Regions from separate parts of the Ovis aries genome. Here all the other regions are linked to region 4. A link is a contact called in public Hi-C data. All regions are on one chromosome and are shown on one strand. The core of a region is the stretch at or near the end of the contact, and the rest is flanking DNA. Distances in the headings are between cores, read along the strand shown. Region 1 has its middle 38 kb from the start of PLXNC1. Region 2 overlaps LOC105607935 (a long non-coding RNA gene). Region 3 has its middle 160 kb from the start of PLXNC1. Region 4 holds the start of SOCS2 (suppressor of cytokine signaling 2).

Region 1 (4,788 bases), core at 1,525-4,024, 510 kb after region 4:
CTCTGGAGCGGGCAGGAGTCGGGGTGGGAGGATGAAGCTACATCACCTCCTTTTAGGGAATTGCTCCTCCCTATTCCATGAGTTCAGCATGTAGCTGGACAGTCACATCCAAAGCTCCGAAGAGAAAAATGATCTGGAAATACAGGTTTAAAAACAGGTGCAAGTGGCACCTGAAGTCTTGAAAGGGAATCAGAAATCTTGGGGAACATATGTGAACTAACAAGAGAAGACTAACAGCTGATCTCTAGAAAACATCGACATTGCAGGGTGAGCGGGATAAGAAACAGGGGAAAGGGTAAGAGGGCCAGGGGAAAGGCATGACCAAGGAGGGAGAGAGTCTTTAAGAAAAAGGGCATGGCCAGCAGTGCCAACCAGAAGTCTACCAAGAGGAGCTGCACTGAGGATCCAGCTGGTAATCCAACTGTTGGCTGGTATTCACTGTTGCCCAGGCAACAGCATCCTGTCCTTTGAATAGGTCTGGCTCTGTGTATGGAGGTAGCAGGGAGAGCGAAAAGATGCCAGAGGTGTAGGACACAGAACTGGCGAAGATTCTGAGGAAGGTTAACCTCAGCAAGGTTTGTAAAGGACAGTAGGAATTAGCCAGCTGCCAAGAATGGAGGGGAAACTATTCCAGACTGAAAGGGTGCTAAGGGAACACCCTGGGACCTGCCAGTAGTCTAACAGGCCTGGATGGTTGGGTGTACACGGTACAGTCATGAGAGAGAGGCTAGGGAAAACACCAGGGCGAAATGACAACAGGGCTTTTGGTCTTTTTAAGAAGCTTGCATTTTCTTTCAAGGCAACAGGGAGCCCCCAAGATATTTTAAGCATAAAGCTAATATGAGCACATTTGCATCTTGGACTGATCACCCTGGCAACAGAGAGAAGCTATTACTTTAAGGCAAGGTGAGAAATTACGAAGGGCTGTGGCAGTGAGGATGGATCTGTGATATATTAAGGAAGAAGATTCGGCAGGGCATTTTCAAATGGCAACCCACTCTAGTATTCTTGCCTGGAGAATCCCATGGACAGAGGAGCCTGGTGGGCTACAATCCATGGGCTCACAAAGAGTCAGACACAACTGAGCGACTTTCAATTTTATATAATACTTAGTGGTAAAGTTAAAATTCAACACCCTAAGTCAGGCTTAGTGTGCAAAGACTGCTAGTAACAGAATCTCTGGGTTTGGCTCCCCCAAATAAAACCTATATATACCATCTTCCTTGCAGTTATAAGGGCCATGTATCTCAGCTCTGTCCGATAACTTGTAAGTGGATGAGTCTTATTATGGGAACCCTCTTTATAATTTATCTGTCACCCACCCTTTGCCCCTTTATCCTTTTCTCCCTCCTGCTGGATGTGATGGCTGGAACTTGGACCTTGGACCATCTTGGACCTTGAGATGACCATGAACTTAGGAATGGAGGTTAAGCAGAGAAATTAGGCAGAAGGAATCCCCTGGTCCTTGAAGGCTTCTTGGGGCCGAGTTTCCCTATCAGCCCAGGAGTACCTAACTCCAGACTTTCATAGTAGAGACAAACCTTTTTATCTCTTGTTTAAGCCCCTGTTGTATGGAACTTCTTTTATCCTCTTACCTAATTAACTGGACCTGATCCTAACTAATAAAGCTCTCATTTTTAGCTGTTAATAAAATCCCAAATCCTGGGAGTCATTAGCCTGTACCACTACTCAGCCTTTATTAGCATATTCCTTTTGTCTCCAGTGCTTTTTTGCATCCTTGGTTGAACATCCAGCCCAATTCCTAGTAAGTGCTTAATAAACACTGAGGAGGAGGAGGAGGAGGTAGTACCTAGAATTGTTGTTTTCAGACCTTGTTAGTCATCAGGCCTCAGGAGAAAACTGTAATGTAAATTTCATCATGCAAAATATCTGATGCCTTGCCTCGTGGCACCGAGCCCAGGAGTGTGAAGGAGTAAAGAGGAGAGTCCAGCAAGAATGACTCTATTACTTCACCTGCGGACGTGCAGCCTTGAAGGCACTGACTCATCTGTTTGAGGGGCGGGGACAGAATTTCTGTCAATTGGCAGCACTGTGAGCATTAGGGTGAATAAAGAGGAAAGCTGTGCCTCAGATTCAGGTGAAGATTTCAGCTGGCACGCTCTCCCAGCAGCCTCTGCTTCTCCTTGGCAGCACATATCTCATCTATAGCAAAGTAATGTCTCCTGCAATTATTTGTTCAGTGTGTCTCCCCAAGTAGAGCATGGGTCCACCGAAATCAGGAACCAAGCCTGCTTTCTTCGCCCCAGTACCTGGAGCACAGAAGGCATTCAGTAAAATCCTGCTTGGAAAATAAATGAATCAGTCCACCTTTTCATTCAGAGGAAAGAGCTTAACAAATAGAATCCATCCAGCTCTATGTGGGAAAACCCCTTTGCAAGTTTTAAAGGAAAGTATTGTGTGGATAAGATTGTTCACTGTGTGGATGAACAATGAGACCTCTTCAGGAGTCTGGACCCTAAGTCAGCTTCCTTAGCTCCACTTTCATCCAGCCAGGTAAGCTCTATTACCCAGTGCTTGAGGAAGGGCAAATGAATTTTAAAATTCACTTAATGTTCACAAGAAAAATGAACAGTGGGTCTTCTGGAGCAAAGGTATTCAAAGGCTATGTCCAAGGTCTGACAGAAGTGACTTTTCAGTTTTCCTCAAGACAGGGCTGCAGGCACCTGGGGTTGGGGGTCTAAACCTAGACCTAGCAGGGCGTGGGGCCGGCGGGCGGAAGTGTGTTTGCCTGGCGGGGAGCCGGCGCGAGGGGAGGGCGCCCTCTGCCGTGGGTGAAGGAAAATGCGTCCCCACGCTCGTCTCTCAGTCTCTCCGGAACCTCGGGAGTAAATACTAACTTACAGGGGCAATAGTAGAGGGGAAGAAAAAACAACTCAAACTGTCAGCCAGGAAGCGCTCTTCACAAGCATTTCCCAATCCCCACCCTTAGAGCCCTAAACTTTTTCCGACTCAAAGGGGAATGACTGTGTTTAATTGCACCTTCTGAAGGCTCAGATCCCTGGAAACCGGAATGCTCCGGGTCTCCCCACTTCTCATCTTTTAAGTCCAAAGAACAAAGAGATTGCTTGAGATGACCAGAAATGGCAGCTTTTATATGACCCACAGGACCCTATTGTGACCAAATCATCTCCCCTTTTCTGGGTTCTGGAGCGCAGGTGCAGGGAAAGAGCCCAAGAGCTGCCTAAGCTTGGAACTGGACCTGGGGGCACCCCGCGGTGGAGGCCCCGGAACCAGCCAGGAGACACCCTTTAGGCCAGGAGCCTGGACCCACCTGTGCCCTCCTGGCAGCTCCCCAAAGCGAGGGAGGGGCGCTCCGACCCACATGGCCGCTGAAGCCTGCTCTGCTCCCAGCCTCGCATTCTGGTCGCTCAAATGCAAAATCTGGAGACTTGAATTAGATGGACAGGTGACCCTAACCTGCCAAGCCCCTGATCCTGTGGTCCGTTTTTAGACTCAGACTGTGTCAGTGGAGGGAGTTGAGGAAGATGGGGTGCTTTCGAGTATGAACCAGGGGAAATAATGGGTGAGGGCCGTCTACCCGGCTCCCTTCATAGAAAAGCCTGAACTGCTTTCTGAGACCCGGGGCTCTCTTTACTGAATCGGGAGTGACACCTAGTGGCACCTGCTCCTCACCAACACAGCGGGGCTGGTGCTCCCTGGGGCTTCGGAGGCGACTCTTGCCCGCTGGTCGCTAAAAGCCTTGGGAGCACCGGGTGCCACTGATGTTCCTGGGACTTCCCGGGAAGCGCTGTCAGGCCTACGTCAACAGCGCGTTCCCGGCAACGTAGGCAACTCCAGTTTACCTGCTCTTCCTATCTGTAGAGCTGGCTTGGGCGCGTCATCTCTCACTCTCAGGCAGCAAGTGAAGTATTGAGCTGGAAGCTGCTGTAGATGCTCGGGGTTCAAACATGACCAGGTCTTAGTTCTTCCCCTCAAGGAGCTCACAGCCCAGAGGGGAGGCAACAGAGAGGAAATAACAGTGGACAAATGTTAAAAGAGTGCGTTGGATGCTGGGGGGTGGGGGGTGGGTGTTGGAGGTGGATCTAACTCTTCCTGGAGGCATTGAGGAAGGCAGAAATCCTTGAGCTAGATTTTGAAGATTAGATGGTGTGGTAGGCAGAATTCTAAGATGGTTCCCAAAGTTCTCAGCTCCTCCTCCCCCCCCCCCCACCCCCCCACCCCCACACACATTCCCCCAGGTACTCAGGAAATACTAATTTAGGTGCAGTGGTAAGAGATTTTACATATGCAATTAAAGGTCCCAAATCAGCTGACCTCAAAATCTGGAAATTATCTTTGGTGGGCCTGACTTCAGCAGGTGAGCCTTGAGTGTAATTATACTTTTTCCTGGTAAAAGATTAGAAGCATGCAAAGGATTTATTAGGGGCAAGATTCTTCTCTTCTGCTAGCTGTCAAGATGAAGGGGGTCAGTGGCAAGGAAACTGGGCAGCCCTTAGAAGCTGAGAGTAACCCCCGACTGACTGCCAGCCAAGAAAGAGGAGAAATTAAGTTCTGCCAACAGCCAGTGAGTTTGCAAGAGAACCCTGAGCCCCATGTGAGAACAGAGCAGCATCTAACACCCTGACTCTAGTTTTGTGGGAACCTAAATGGAGAAACTAGTCAAGGCTATGGTTTTTCCAGTAGTCATGTACAAATGTGAGAGAGCTGAGCGGCGAAGAATGGATGCTTTTGGACTGTGGTGTTGGAGAAGACTCTTGAGGGTCCCTTGGACTGCAAGGAGATCCAATCAATCCATCCTGAAGGAAA
Region 2 (4,602 bases), core at 1,063-3,562, 330 kb after region 4:
TGTTCTTAGGCCTGAATACTGGAGTGGGTAGCTGTTCGCTTCTCCAGGGGATCTTCCCAACCCAGGGATCAAACCCAGGTCTCCCACATTGCAGGTGGATTCTTTATCAGCTGAGCCACAAGGGAAGCCCAAGAATACTGGAGTGGGTAGCCTATCCCTTCTCCAGCAGATCATCCTGACCCACAAACTGAACTGAGTTCTCCTGCACTGCAGGCGGACTCTTTACCAACTGAGCTTTCAGGGAAGCCCCTCACACACATACGTTTATAATATTATCCATATTTTCAGTCATCCCTTGAGGGAGCTTGGAATGTATCCCCCACAGATAAGGGGGAATGACTGTACTAGAATTACAGTGTTTGCTTCTGGTGAGGGAAGCATGTGAGAATTAGTTTTACAACAGTGCCGCCTGGCCGCCTTTTCTGACACTCCATTAGTTTGGTTCAGAGAGACTCACTCCCGCAGGTCCCCTATGGGAACCTCATCTGGTGAGAATAATTCTGTAGGAGCAAGTGAGTCTCTGGGTCCGTGCAGGAAAAGTGATGCCTTAGAAAGAGGAGATGCTTTTTTCCACAGGGCCCCTGCTGTTAGCCGGTGCTCAGCTGTTCGAGCTAGTTAGCACAATGAAGTCTTTTTCTGAGAGGGAACTATTTGGGAATAAACTTCCATGGATACCTCCTCAAACACCCCTCCAACTCCCCCCCCCCCCCACCTTGGCTGTTAGCCTTTAAGAAAATAGAAGGAACAGCTTGATGGGGGTTTTCCTAGAAAAGCCCTTCGATGGGCCCATTATAGAAAAGAAGCTGTTTTTGTTTTCTTTGATTAATCACAGGGTCTTGTTTCCCAAAGCAAATGTGGCCTTGGATCTTCCAGTGAACACGGCCACAAAGGAAAGGCCATGGTTGCCTGGAGCTTGACAAGGACCCTGAGACTTCGTTGGGGTGGGGCCAACTGTGGCTCTGTCCTCAAGGACTCGGCTCTTCATTTCTTACCATTGAAGTGGCTCAGGTTACCCGTTTCCTTTGTGTTTTTCTGCCAGTGTGAATAAGAGAAATATTAGCCTTTAAAGATTTCTTTACAGTTCCTTGAAAGCTGGCTAGATGAAGTCAGCCAGAGAATTATATAACAGCAAGCCTCATTTAAAGCGACAGTGCCTTTCTATAGGACTGTGGGGTTTCATTGACCAGTTTTCATTGACCAGCTATAAATTATAAAGAAAAAGATACAAATTTTATGAAAAAAAGATAGAGGGACCCTCCCAGTTTTACTTTCTGTTCTTTCACTGAAAGGGATACAATTTCTAGGGTGTTAATTTTTTCTAAAAAGATACAAAACCTCTTTCAAGAAAGATAAGAAAAAAATCACGTTCATTAACCTCAGGCATTTATAGCATGCTTAATCATGTTTGAATTAAGTAGAAAAAAAATAATGAAGAGAAAATCTTTCTAAAGCATTCGTTTGTTTCAAGAGTTTTTGTGAAATTTTATAAATATTCAGCTTTTTTCCCCTCTCAAATGGAACCAGACCCTTTGAGGTAGGGAAGGATTCAAGCATCAGATAATCTGCTGCTACAGTGTTTTCTGTGGTGCTTGAATACCTCTCAAAGTACCCACCAGTCATTAATTCAACTGTTATTTCCATACGCCCTTGGTTTGCCCTTCTCTATCTTTCCATTTTAGAGATAAGAAAACTGAGGCTCAAGGTTTCTGTGACATGCCTGGCAGCACACAGCTCAAGTGGAGACCACATTCTGCGAGTCTGTCTTTCTCTGGCATCACCCTCAGAAGGCCCCCGTTTCCTTTCCTCTGTACCAGTAGTATTCAGCCAAGAGCAGCTCTGCCTTTCAGGGGACATTTGACAACATCTGCAGGTATTTTTTGATTGTCACAACTGGTGGAGGGGAGCGCGGTGTAGGTGCTACTGGCCCTCAGTGGTTGCAGGTTAAGGATGCTGCTAAACCTCTGGCAGGGCACAAACGGCCCCTACAAAGAAGTACCTGGTGCCAAAGGCAATAGTGCAGAGAAGCCGTGGTCTGCATCCGAAGGAAACTCCAACCTCTGGGAGCTGCCAGAGCTCCTCTGCCCAGCGGCAGGCTTGGCCTCTGTCCTGCGGCTGCCATAGGAGCCACTGTCCAGAATGCCCTTTGGCAGTGGCCAGGCATCCCCTGCGGAGTCCCCTACAGGACATGCGGTGCATCGGCTGGAGCTGATGTGTGTTATAATTTATAGTCACAGGGCGCCTGTCTTCATTTAGCAGCAAGCCCGCTGGCAGCCACCCTGCCGGGGAGGAAGCAAGTTCCACAGAGGCCCACAGCCCCCGCCAGCTAACAGCCCGAGGTATTTGGGGACGGCTGCTGCTTGGAGGCACCTGGGAATAGGCGGGGGTGGAGAGGGCGCTGAGCACGTGGTCTCCCCGACCAACCCATCCGTCAGCGGTGGCCCTGCCAGAAGATGGCCTATTGAACATTTCCAGGAATAGCACTGCCAAGCCTGTCAACTGCTTTCTTGGAAATACACTCAATAAGGATGGCGGGCCTCCAGCAGGGAGAGCGGAAAGCCTGGCCTGGACTGCAGGGCTCAGAAATGCTAGTGCAAGGCTGCAGGCCCTATCAGTGCCTTGGGGGAGGGAGCAGTGCTCCCTGGGTTTGGGAGCCTACCAGCTTCTGGGGTCATTGAGAAATGTTTTCAGCCTGGAAGGGAGAGGACCACACCTTTCAAAAGGCCAGGCCCTGCTGACTTCTGCAATCTTGTGACCTTTAGACGCTTGCTGTGTTCCAGCCACCAGCAGACTGGAAGGCTCTCCAGCTTGGAGGCCAGGTATTAACTAGGTTTTACCTGTCAGCAGTGACTGACCTCAGTGTCATCTGGGGAGCCTTGGCCATCACTCCTTTTCATGTCAGCTTCACTCTCAAGTAGAGCCAAAGGAGCACAAGAAAAGCAGGGTATTCCCCCACCCCACCCTGCTCCCAGCCCCTGCACCGTCCTTTCTCAGTCACAGTGAAGACAGAGCAAGTTACAGGCAAAGATGTGACGACTGAAAGAAAAGTATTGTAATCCACCCTTCCCCTACACCCCTGCAGAAGTAACCTTTCTCCTCACAGAGGCCTGACATTCCTGTTGAAATTTCACCACTTGGGACCCTTTGTCGTCTGAGCTACAGCCTTCTCTAGCCTCTGGGGTGCCCAGGCTTGGGGATGCCCTAAGGAGACCAGCTGCCTTCAAAGAAAAACCCTTTGAAGATGTAGGCAGTATAAAAAAGCAAGAAATGAAAAACTACTGTCTGCAGGGTTCAGGAAGTATTGTTCCCTCACCCTTTAACAGTAATAATAGAGTTACAAAGTTTACTGCCGAGCTGGTATGGGACATCTTTCCATTTCTAAAAGCCACCAACTTGCAGGACAAACATTATTCGAGGCCCACACTGAGCTACAGTTAGTCGGCGGTAGGGCCGCCAGTCCCTGGAGGAGGAAATAGTCACCCACTCCAGTATTCTTGCCTGGAGAATCCCATGGACAGAGGACCCCACCAGTTCGTGGGGTCACAAAGAGTCAGACAGGACTGAGGTGACTTAGCATGCACCCAGGGCTGCCAGTCTATTCTCAGACACCCAAATAAATTTAAATTTCAGAAAACAACAGATACTTTTTTCAGTATAAGTTTATCTGAAAGTCAAGTTTATCTGGGCATTGTGTGTTTTTATTTGTAAAATATTGTCACTTCTCTTTGGAGGATAGTGACCTAGTTGTTAATAACAGGGAACATCAATACACATTTAGCACATATAAAAAATCATAGAAGAGGAAGAAGGCAGGAAAGGAGAAGGGTAGCAACGAAGGAAAGAGGAAGATCAAGAAGAAAGGAAGACAGATATAATGAAGGAGAAAAAAAATCTAAGTGAAAGAGAAATGGGAAGTACTGAGAAATGGGATGAAAACGTCTCTGAAGGACCTAAAATGCTTTATGATGACAGTTCACAGGCTGCCATTTCCCTGGGAAATGCCGTTTCCTTAGCTAGCCACTGTTTCTGGATCTTCTACAGTTCTTTGTTCTGTCTGGTAAAACCCACAGTGACCACTTGGGAGAAATGAGTCCTCAAGCTCCAGTGGCAGTATGTAGGCCAATATTACCTTGGAGGCATGCTGAAACCAAACCTAAGCCTCTGTCCAACCCTAAGACCTGCCTGCCACCCACTCACCCCACCCGCCCACACCCGAACTGCTGCTATCAGGGGACTGTGGATTTTCAAAGAATTGTAATCTGAATAATACGGTGGGGCTAGTTGTCACAACTCTGGAAACTTTTGTTTCCAGTGATGTTTCAGAAAATCAGCTTCTTTTGCCTCGGGGTGAACGTGGTGAGGAGCAGGGTGTGCATGCCAGCAGCGATTTCCTGAATCATGAATCCCCTTATTCTCTGACCTGCAGAGGGGCACCAGGTTGGCCTAATCTGAAGAGAAGAAGCCTTGATTGGCTTGTAGGGGCATGAGAGAGGCAGGCCTCACAGGGAGACGGTGTCATGGTGGTGGTGGTGGTGGGAAGGAGGGGACCCTGCCTAGGAGCCTTTCATCACGTGTGTCCTGGCAAGTGGAAATGGGGCTGCGTTT
Region 3 (4,620 bases), core at 1,790-4,289, 380 kb after region 4:
GTTCCCGTAAGTCTAACATCCTGAGAACAGAAGGGCTGGTGGTGGACGTTCTAGTCCAAAAGCCACCAGGCTCCAGACCCAGGAAGAGCCAGTGTTTCAGTCTGAATCTGAAGGCCGAACAAAAACACTATCCCAGGTCCAGCAGCCTAGCAAGAAAAGAGAGGGAGGGTCAGCCTTTTTTGTTCTATTCAGGCCTTCAACTGATTAAATGAGGCTCCCTCACATTAGGGAGGGTAATCTGCTTTAGTCTACCAATGCAAATGATAATCTCACTCTCACAGACACCAAGAATAATGTTTGACCAAATGTCCCGGTGCCCTGTGGCCCAGTCAAGTTGACACATAAAATTAACCATCGCAGTTGCCCAGAGAAAAACCTCGGAGTCGTCCTTGACTTTTCACTCTCGTCCTCCATATCAAATCAATTAGCAACCCCCAAAGGCTCTCTCCCTTCAAAATGTGGCCAGAATTTGACCATATTCCGTCACCTCTTCCACTACCAGCCCCTGTCTGCCGTTGTCTCTTGTCTAGATGATAACTGCCCCTCGTTTACGATTGTTCTCATGTCCCCTTCTATCCTAAGCACAGTGGTCAGAGTGATGCAGTTAAAATGTATCAGCTCCTGTCACCACTACATAGAAATCTCTGACTTCTCAGGTCATTTTGAAAAACCGTCCCCCCGCTACCTCACTCACCCCATCTCTTCCCATCCTCCCAGCGCTCACACCACATCAGCCACCCTGACATATTTGCTGTGCCTCAAACCCATGTGCCCAGCACATTCATTTCAGAGCCTATGCATGTACTTTCCCCTCTGTTTTGAAGGTTTCTCCCCAGGTGTTTTTAAGCCTCACTCCCTCGCCTGCTCTATCTCGATCTCTGCTCCATGCAGAAGACACTTTATTTAAAACAGCACACTCCATCGCTGCCTCTCTGCGCCCCCATCACTGTCTTTCTCCATCCTTCACATTGTTTTTCTTTACAGAACTTGCTATGACTGGCACATAGAAAATACTCAGCAATGTTTTGTTCATGCATAAATGAATTAACAAGTCAATTAGCTAATTAATGTCAGAAAGCAGTCAAATCATTGGCTTAACCATCCTGCAGAACTGTTACTACACAGAGCTGACCATAAACAATAGCTTCCATACAGAGATCCATAATTATAGAATTTCCCTTGAGATAGCAAATTATTGTCCTACATGCAACTATAAACCAGAATACTATTTACTAATTTTTCTTACCTGCCAGGATTCTAGGAATCTAGACATTATTAAAGCCTCAAACAAAGGAAATGGAGACTGGGAAAAAATGTTCTGTGTATATCAGTCTTTAAATTGCTGGTGTCTGCTGCTCAATGCAGCAGGCACTAAGGGCCCAGCAGTCAGTGGGCCCTGTGGGATGAATCAGCAACTGTCTTCTCATTGAAAGAGATGGATAATGGAGGGCTGTTCTTCACATCCTTACTGATGTTATGTTGTACTTTTAGAGTTACAGCAATAACAGCTGTAGCTTAATGAGCCTCAACTGCAAAGTGTTCTGTGTTAAGTGCTTTACTTTTAATTCTTTTAACCCTCATTATTGCCTTAGGAGCAATATGATATTTCTTTTACAGGAGACTGAGACTCAGAGTTATGTCCCTTTCTTGGCTCACATAGTAAAAGAATATGAAAATAGAATTCCAACCTAAACCAGTGTGAGTCCATAACCAGCAGAACTCATGAGGATGTTTCTTTTTCAAAATGTAGGGCAATTTCCTCTCATTTTCAATTGCATTTCTTAAAGGTGCCATGGGTCTTTGATATCTTTTGTTTGGCGTCTTCATTAATGTTACTGAGGACCCTCCCCTTAGGATTACTGGCCTTTGTGGTACAAGAGAGAGAGTGGATGCAGCCTGGCTAGAGGATCTTAGGAGACTTCGTTGACTCCTTAATGGCATTGTTCCATGTGACTTGTGAGGACATGTGATTTGTGACTTAGACCATGGAGACTATATCACAGTAGACTATGAGACCACTGTAGTAGACCATCTCAAGTTAAAGGTAAAAACTCTAAAAACAGTTTTTACAGGTTAAGCCTCCTTGCTACGCTTAGATGTCTTCTCATAATTTTCCCCTCAACGTGGTCCCCTTACATCATCTTAGTCACTCCAAAGTAAGCAGCGAGGCCATTGTGAGTGAAGAGGGTCTCAACAAAGATGAAAACATGGCCTCTGCCCCAGTTTGGGAATGTCTGTTACGCTGGGCAGGCCTCACCTGGCGATCTTATCCGCTTGAGAACTCTCGGCCTCTTGGTGCACAGAGTATCAGGTCATAGCACTGGAAAAACTAAAAATGGATCCTGAAGCTCCAGATGTCTCACCTACAAGTACATCATGTAAAACCTCCTGAGTCTTCTTCACTATAAAGCCAACTCCATAGTTTTCATAAACCCTAAACATTCTAGCCCTTTCTGTATAATCACACTATGATCATAATTGGAGACTGATGGCACAACACCTTATCTGAAAGGGAATTTGGGCTCTAAAGAGGGACGAGAGGACTTCACTGGTGGTCCAGTGGTTAAGACTCCACCTGCCAATGCAGGGGACACAGGTTCGATCCCTGGTCCAGGAAGATCCCACGTGCCACAACTGCTGAGCCCACACTCTCGAGCTTGTGCTCCACGACAAGAGAAGCCGCTGCAACGAGAAGCCCACACATGGCAACTAGAGAGGAGCCCCCACTCACTGCAGCTAGAGAAAGCCTGGGCGCCACAATGAAGATCCAGCACAGCCAGAAACAACTTTAAAAAAAAGAAAAGCAATGACGAAAGCACCCTCCTGGGGAACCAAGGGAAAGCATACCCACGCCAAGCTGCATTTTTGGCATACCTCAGCTCTTAAAGCACATTCTATTTCCATTTGAGGAGTTCCACTTGTAAAGTCTCCACAACAGTTAACTTTCTTTTGGTCTTTCTATGGATGACACAGTAGACATTTCCTCTCCTAGTAATTTGAACAGTGGAATTGGGTTATGATTCCCCCCCTCCCCCTGCCACCATTCTAGCCAATGGCCTCTGCTCGTCATTGCTAGACAGTTGGCCCAGTGTCTATGGTTTAGTCTTTGGGGTTTTGCCGCACATATTCTGGCAGTCAGCTTCTTCCTATTTTCTGGAAGAGTTGAGTTTGCTTACCCTCCTCCCCAGGTTTGGGTTGATCTGTTCTCAGCTTTAATTGCTGCATTCATGAAATCTTGCCATAATCATTTCTTTAACCTCTGCGCAATTCAGAGATATTTGACTGTAGTAGCTGCCAAGGTTCTGGCTCACGCTTTAGTCATTGCCTGACTGTACCATTCTGAGACTAGACTCCTGGCTGCCCTTCCCATTTATCTGCCAAAACCCTATAGCCCATTTCAAGAATTTTCTTTTTTTCAGTTTCTCTGTGACTTTCAGGTTAACCTATTATTTGGTCAGTTTCATTGCTTATCTTTATCTAGAGATTATGTTTTAACTTCCTACTTGTTGGAAGCTTGGACTGTCACCCTGATGTAGTAATCAAATTTTGGCTTGGTACTCTGGTGTATTTCTCATAAACTCTCCTGTCCTATTTCCCCTTCCCTTAATGACCTTTTCAGCTGATGTCATATTTGGGCTGGTTGCCCCAAGAAATGGGAGAGGTTGGGTATGATGACACTAAGCAAACATCCCTGCTGCTGCTGCTAAGTCACTTCAGTCGTGTCTGACTCTGTGCGACCCCATAGACGGCAGCCCACGAGGCTCCCCTGTTTCTGGGATTCTCCAGGCAAGAACACTGGAGTGGGTTCCTTCTCCAATGCATGAAAGTGAAAAGTGAAAGTGAAGTCGCTCAGTCGTGTCTAACTCTTAGCGACCCCATGGACTGCAGCCTACCAGGCTCCTCTGCCCATGGGATTTTCCAGGCAAGAGTACTGGAGCGGGGTGCCATTACCTTCTCTGAATAAAAATGCAACAAGGGGAAAAAAAAACCAAAACACTGGGCTCTTCACCTGGACCATACGGCATTTGAAAGGAAGTGAAATTTTCTCTTTTCAAACAAAATGCCTGCCCAAGTCTACTCTTATTACCAAGCATTTCAGGGGAGACTGTGTGGGGAAAGTTTCTCCCAGTTCTATCTCCCTGCACCTCTGATCACAGCACAACTGTGCAGACTTAATGTCCTCTTCCCCGTGGATAAACCCAAGAGATGGAGCCCATTAGCCACCATATGGTCTGGAGAAACTACACTAAGAGAAGGTTGCATGAGACTGAACCTCATGCCCAGGTCTCCAGAGGCACCTCCTGTTACCCTGCTATGTTCAGTTTATACGACCAGATATTAAAAGAGAAGAAGCCAGTTGTGTCTTCCACCTGGATGTTTCAGGAAACTCCATGGCTATTAATCACTCAGTAACTTCTCACTGGGCCAACAAGAAGACAGCTGTACCGGGTAACCTCAGACACGGAGCCTTTCCACATGTTACTGTTAACTTAAAACCAGGTAGGTTGGAATGACTCCAGCATAGAACAGGACAAATCTGACTGTCACCTAACTTTCTGTCCTCTCCACAAAATGAAGAAAAGAGCAAAACACAACTGTCTTCAGGTTCATTGCGGGTTT
Region 4 (4,772 bases), core at 860-3,359:
GTGCTGCTACAGTTGGCACTGTGTTTACTGTAATCTTTGTGGACAATGACTCTGTAGAGGTGATTCTTGAGCTGGGCCCTGAATGATTACAGTCTGCCACGCACCCAGTCTGGGGAGGGGCATTTCAGGAAGCAGGGAGGGCATGTGCAAAGGTCCTTAGGAGGCTACAGGAAAACACAGTTAAAAAGAGCTGTTGGCAGATTCATTTCATCTGACAATTAAATGGAAATTATTTTATCTTTGCAAAATTAAAAAAAAAAACTTTTTACACTACAGAAAAGTGGGTACACTTTTCCTCTGTGATTCTCTACCAAGGAAGGAGAAGTTAAATGGAATTATTTAGAGCACAATGAACCCTAGTAGATGTAGTGGTTCATTAAGAGTTTCTGGGCCTCAGACCAGACACAAACTCCACTTGGAATCTTATTTGTTCATTCATCCCAATCCCTCGCGCAGAACTGGAATCCAGTCCCTCAATTTTATAGAAAAGGTCTAGGGTCCAAGAAGGGCAAGAGACATACAAACTTATCCATCTCTATTATAGAGGGTTCTAACTAGGGTTCAGTTAGCTCAGTCCTCCACAGTAGACTCTAAGAAACAAAACATGATTCGTCCACGCGACTGCATCGTTGACAAAACCCTCTTTTAGCTGGGAAATGCACTCCTCCCCTTCCTCTCCGGCTAATTTATCAATCATTTGCATAATTATTTACTCAAAAGCAGGAAAATTATTGAGAAAAACCTTTTGTCCACGAGTCCCCAAGGCAGGGAACTGGCTTCTGTTTCCTCGCGGAGCCAGCAGGGGGGGGCACCAGGCAAGGTTTGCGAGTCGAGCCTTTCCCGCCCCCCTCCCCCCCCACCCCGCTCCGCCGCTTCCTCGCCCAACTTCCCCATAGCCGCCGCTTCAACTAAAAGTGGCCATTGACCTTTCAAGCTTTTGTATAGTGATGCAATAGAAGAGTATTTCAAAGAAAAATGGTTATCGAAATGTTGGATCCGGTTTTCCCATGAGTGTTGATGATTTTTTAAAAAGTAGGTCACATTTAAAGTAGGTCACATCTCGGGAGGAGACATGCAGGGAAGGAGATGAGTTTTAACTGAGGCCAGGTGGCCTCCAACCAGGTGGGAGGAGGTGAGGGTCCCTGGGCAGGGAAGAAGAGCTGGGGATCTTTCCGCATTCCCGGTCCCCCAGGCTCCGGTTCTGCGGGAAATCCCAGAGTTGAGCTCTCTCAGGCTGCGGACACGGAGGCGGGCGGGCCACGCGGACCACAGAGCGCGAGGATCTGAGTGTCCCCTCCACGACCGGCGCTGGTGAGCCGGGAGGGCCGCCGGGTGGCCGGAAGGAGACGGCGGAGCGGAGGGAAGGAGGGAGGAGCAGGGCCGGGCCGGTGCGGGAGATCGCGAGCAAGCCCGCCAGAGGGAGGGGACTGAGCGCGACCAGCGCAGCTTAACCAGGCGCCGCTCTCCGCCCGCTGGCAACCTTCTAGGACCCGGGCCCCGGGGACCGCCATCGGCCCACTCCCTTCGGCTCCTGGGCGTGGACCTGGAAGTGGGGGGTGGTCGAAGAGGGGGCTCCCTCACACCACGAATGTGTCTTAGAGCGGGAGGGGCCATTTCCGAGGACCTCTAGTCTCTCCAACACCCCCTCTTCCTGATGTGCGGCCTGGAAGGTCGCCTAGAGAAGGCGCGGAAGGGGTGGGCAACACAACCCTCGGGGGCAGGCCTAGGGGCGAGCATGTCTGTTCATCGCTCGACCCCGGCGCACTGCCTGCACGGCTTGGAGACAGGCTGCCGCCGCGGGAACTGGCTCGGTGGTGGCCCGGGGCTTCTCTTGCGCGTCTCGGAGCACACCCAGGCATTGGGGGTCAGAGGAGGGCGAATTCCCAGGCATCCACCCCGACCGGGTCGGAACCGGAGAGCTCGGAGCCCGTCTCCCCCGAAGCCTGCGCAACTGCGCCGGAGTCTCTTTAAAGCAGTAGCGGGGGCCGCGGTCACGTGAGGTGGATTCCTGGAAAGTTCCTGGAAAGCGGCCTCCGCAGCCGCTGGGCGGGGCGCGCGGGGAGCGCGGACGGGGAGAGAGGCGGGGAGTGAGGGAGGCGCGTACGTCTGGGAAATCGCGCGCACACACCGCTCCCGGGACTGACGTTTAACTCTAGTCTCGCCGCCGCCGCCGCGGCTCGCGGGCCCTGGGCTTGCCCTGAAGCATGAGCCTCCTCGCCCGCCGCCACTGGCGCTGCGCGGGCCACGGACGGCGCGCGCCGGGGCCCCGGGTGCACGGCGTCAGGATCGCCTTTGCCTGCCACTGGGGCGCCGAAGGAGCTCGGGCCGGCAGCAGGTATCAGTCCGGGGAGCCCGAAGGCTCCGCCCCCACGAGGGCTGGGGAGGGCACTGGGGCGCGGCCGCCAGCGCCAGGCAGCCTGGGCTTCCGCAGTTTGGAGCCGCCGGGCTTGAGAGTCGGAATTGTGGCTCTGCCTGGAGGCTGGGAGCTACTGCCTGCTTTCTCCGGTTCTCTCCCGGCGTCTGGAAGTCTCCAGAGTTTTTTTTTTTTTTTTTTTTCCTTCCCCCCTGTAAACTGCCATCCAGATTAATAATCCTTCTAATAACCTGATCTCCCGCTCCTCCCCACCCGCCTGCCTCCCTCCCTGACTCTTTCCTCCCTCCCTATCCCCTTCTCATCTCCTTGGCTGCAGCCGGAGGGAACCCAGCAGCTGCCCCGGGTCGGGGGGCGGGGGCTGTCGGAGCCCGGAGGAGGTGTCTGAGCCTGGCGAGTCGAGGCAGTGGTCCCCAGGACTCACCTTTACTCTGCGCAGAGAACTCCGGACGCCTCCGCCGCTGAGCGCAGGGCTAGTCACCGCCTTGGGCATCTCGTTCCCAAATTAAAAAGTCAACCGGGAAAACGGGCAGACACCCCTCCTCCCGGGCCCCTCCCGGCTCCCCCGCCCAGGGCGGGCTGGAGTCTGCCTGGTGTGGAGGCGGCCACGGCGGTCGAGGCCGAGGTAAGGGCTCGGCGTTGGTTGTCTAGCATGCCCCACAGAGCTCTCAGCCGCGTGCTCGGCCTGGGCTCGGGTCACGGGTCGGAGCCCCCGCGAGGTCTGCGCGCTCGGGCAGATTCCTCGACAGCGCCCGCGGCGGCGGCAGCAGCAGCAGCAGCAGCAGCAGGAGCCGCCCGACCTCGGGAGCGGCAGCCTCGGCGGCCCCCCAACCCGTGCCCCCAGCGTGGGCAGGGGAGCGAGGGAGCCTCTTCTGCGGGGTGGCCGCAGCTCCCGCACCTCCGAGTCCCGGACTGCCGGCTCTGCCGGGGGAGACCCGCGGCGCTCTAGGGCCGGTAACTAGGTTTGTGCCGGGGGCTTCCTCCGGGGCTCCTCGGGCTGTGCAGTGTGAGAAAGGAGTGCCAATTTGGGGACCTCGCCTGTTTCCTTTTCAAATTTCTGCTTGCCCATTAACCACCGTAGCCGCAGGTGACTCTTCGCTCTTCTTCGTCTGCTAGTCTGCGATTTCAGAGAGCGGCCCTCGGCGGGAAATTGCCCGGTTCCTCACCCTCATCCTGTCGGCTCCCCCCGCCCGCCAACGCCCCTTGTGCTTTGGATCCCTGCTGTCTCTCTCTGTCCTTTCTCTGGAACGGGCCAGGGCAGTAACTGGATGCTCGGGGTTAAATGGTGCAGGAGCCCAGACGCGGAGGAGTCCCAGGGATTTTCCACATCCCTGCCTCTCCACCCTCACCCCGGCCGCAGGGGTCCAGTTCCGACTGACCCAACCCTCCACTTTCTCTTTGCAGGCCAACTGTGCGTGAACGCGCCTGCGGGGGATTTGGCCATCGGTGCACCGGAACCCGGGGAGGAAGAGCCTGCAGCGCCCCATCCCCGCCCCCTCCACCACCATTTCGGGGACCCCTCAGGGAGTGGTTTTGGGGTTCCCACTGACTTCTAAGAAGGACGTGTGCCCTTCTCCGACCCCAGCTCGGGCGGCCACCTGTCTTTGCCGCGGTGACCTTTCTCCCATGACCCTGCGGTGCCTCGAGTCCTCCGGGAATGGCGCGGAAGGGGCGCAGAGCCAGTGGGGGACCGCGGGGTCGGCGGAGGAGCCGTCCCCAGAGGCGGCGCGTCTGGCGAAGGCCCTGAGGGAACTCAGTCACACAGGTAGGGAGCGGACCCGTCCCGACGCGTGCGAGAAGGGGGCGCCTCCCCCGAGACGGGGATGGGGCTGGGCTGGCGAGGCTGGGATCCCCGCCGCGGGGCAGGCGGCTCGCGGAGAGGATGCCGCACGGCTCTGGATCCTTGGGAATGCGAAAGGAAAGTGGTTCCTGAGGGACTCCAAGGCCCAGAGGAGGGCAGAGCTCGAGGAGGGTTCCTTGGAAATCGACTCTTAGGGCGCTGGCGCTTTAGCTATTTTCCGCGGCTGCTTGGGGGTCGGCACTCGGGCTCGGAACCTAGCCGGAGATAGTGACAGCGCCTTTCCTGTCCGCGGGTTGCGAGGGCAGCGAGTGGGCCCTGGGCTGCCAGCAGCTTCAGCTGCATCCGGCTCCTGGGCCCGGCAGCCGCTGCAGCCTGGAATCTTGGCAGCCAAGTTCAGGGACCGACAGATTGCCGGGCAGGCGACTGCCGCAAAGCCGGGAGGAGGGCGGACTGCGAAGCCCCAGGCGAGCCTAGGGCTGGTTTCTAGGGGCAGCCTTGCGCTTTGCGCGGCTCTCTGTTGTCTTTCGGCATCTGAAAGAAGATAAGATGGGAGCGGGGGCGGGGGGTGTGGGGGAGGGAGGTTCTGGCAAACCTGCAAGC

Evidence for each region. A called contact is a pair of places that touch in the nucleus more often than the background predicts.
Region 1: a Hi-C map of liver shows a contact between it and region 4, with 2.4 times the contacts expected there. The contact joins the enhancer-like site here to the promoter of SOCS2 in region 4. A contact is called at or near these places in 3 of 16 Hi-C or Micro-C datasets (liver, muscle and skin fibroblasts).
Region 2: a Hi-C map of muscle shows a contact between it and region 4, with 6 times the contacts expected there. The contact joins the enhancer-like site here to the promoter of SOCS2 in region 4. A contact is called at or near these places in 4 of 16 Hi-C or Micro-C datasets (liver, muscle, omental adipose tissue and 1 more).
Region 3: a contact with region 4 is called in a Hi-C map of liver, with 5 times the contacts expected there. The contact joins the enhancer-like site here to the promoter of SOCS2 in region 4. A contact is called at or near these places in 7 of 16 Hi-C or Micro-C datasets (hypothalamus, liver, muscle and 3 more).

The regions. Positions count from the first base shown.
Region 1 is chr3:130,379,572-130,384,359 of ARS-UI_Ramb_v3.0, forward strand. No RefSeq gene overlaps it. Among named protein-coding and RNA genes, the nearest start is that of PLXNC1, 38 kb to the right of the region's middle. Within about 2 kb of position 2,775, at least 8 of the 54 cell types and tissues checked have an H3K27ac peak or open chromatin away from gene starts, as enhancers often do. A contact at or near this core is called in liver, where this site is marked.
Region 2 is chr3:130,202,864-130,207,465 of ARS-UI_Ramb_v3.0, forward strand. LOC105607935 (a long non-coding RNA gene) reads left to right here. Exons shown (of 5, transcript XR_009599886.1): 1 at 1-1,870; 2 at 2,229-2,336. Among named protein-coding and RNA genes, the nearest start is that of PLXNC1, 210 kb to the right of the region's middle. Within about 2 kb of position 2,313, at least 23 of the 54 cell types and tissues checked have an H3K27ac peak or open chromatin away from gene starts, as enhancers often do. A contact at or near this core is called in liver and muscle, where this site is marked.
Region 3 is chr3:130,252,757-130,257,376 of ARS-UI_Ramb_v3.0, forward strand. No RefSeq gene overlaps it. Among named protein-coding and RNA genes, the nearest start is that of PLXNC1, 160 kb to the right of the region's middle. Within about 2 kb of position 3,040, at least 10 of the 54 cell types and tissues checked have an H3K27ac peak or open chromatin away from gene starts, as enhancers often do. A contact at or near this core is called in liver and tail adipose tissue, where this site is marked.
Region 4 is chr3:129,871,805-129,876,576 of ARS-UI_Ramb_v3.0, forward strand. It overlaps SOCS2 (suppressor of cytokine signaling 2), which reads left to right and starts at 2,110. Exons shown (of 3, transcript XM_027967202.3): 1 at 2,110-2,335; 2 at 3,776-4,136. The coding sequence starts at 3,998. The region is part of intron 2 of LOC121819095 (a long non-coding RNA gene); the gene reads right to left.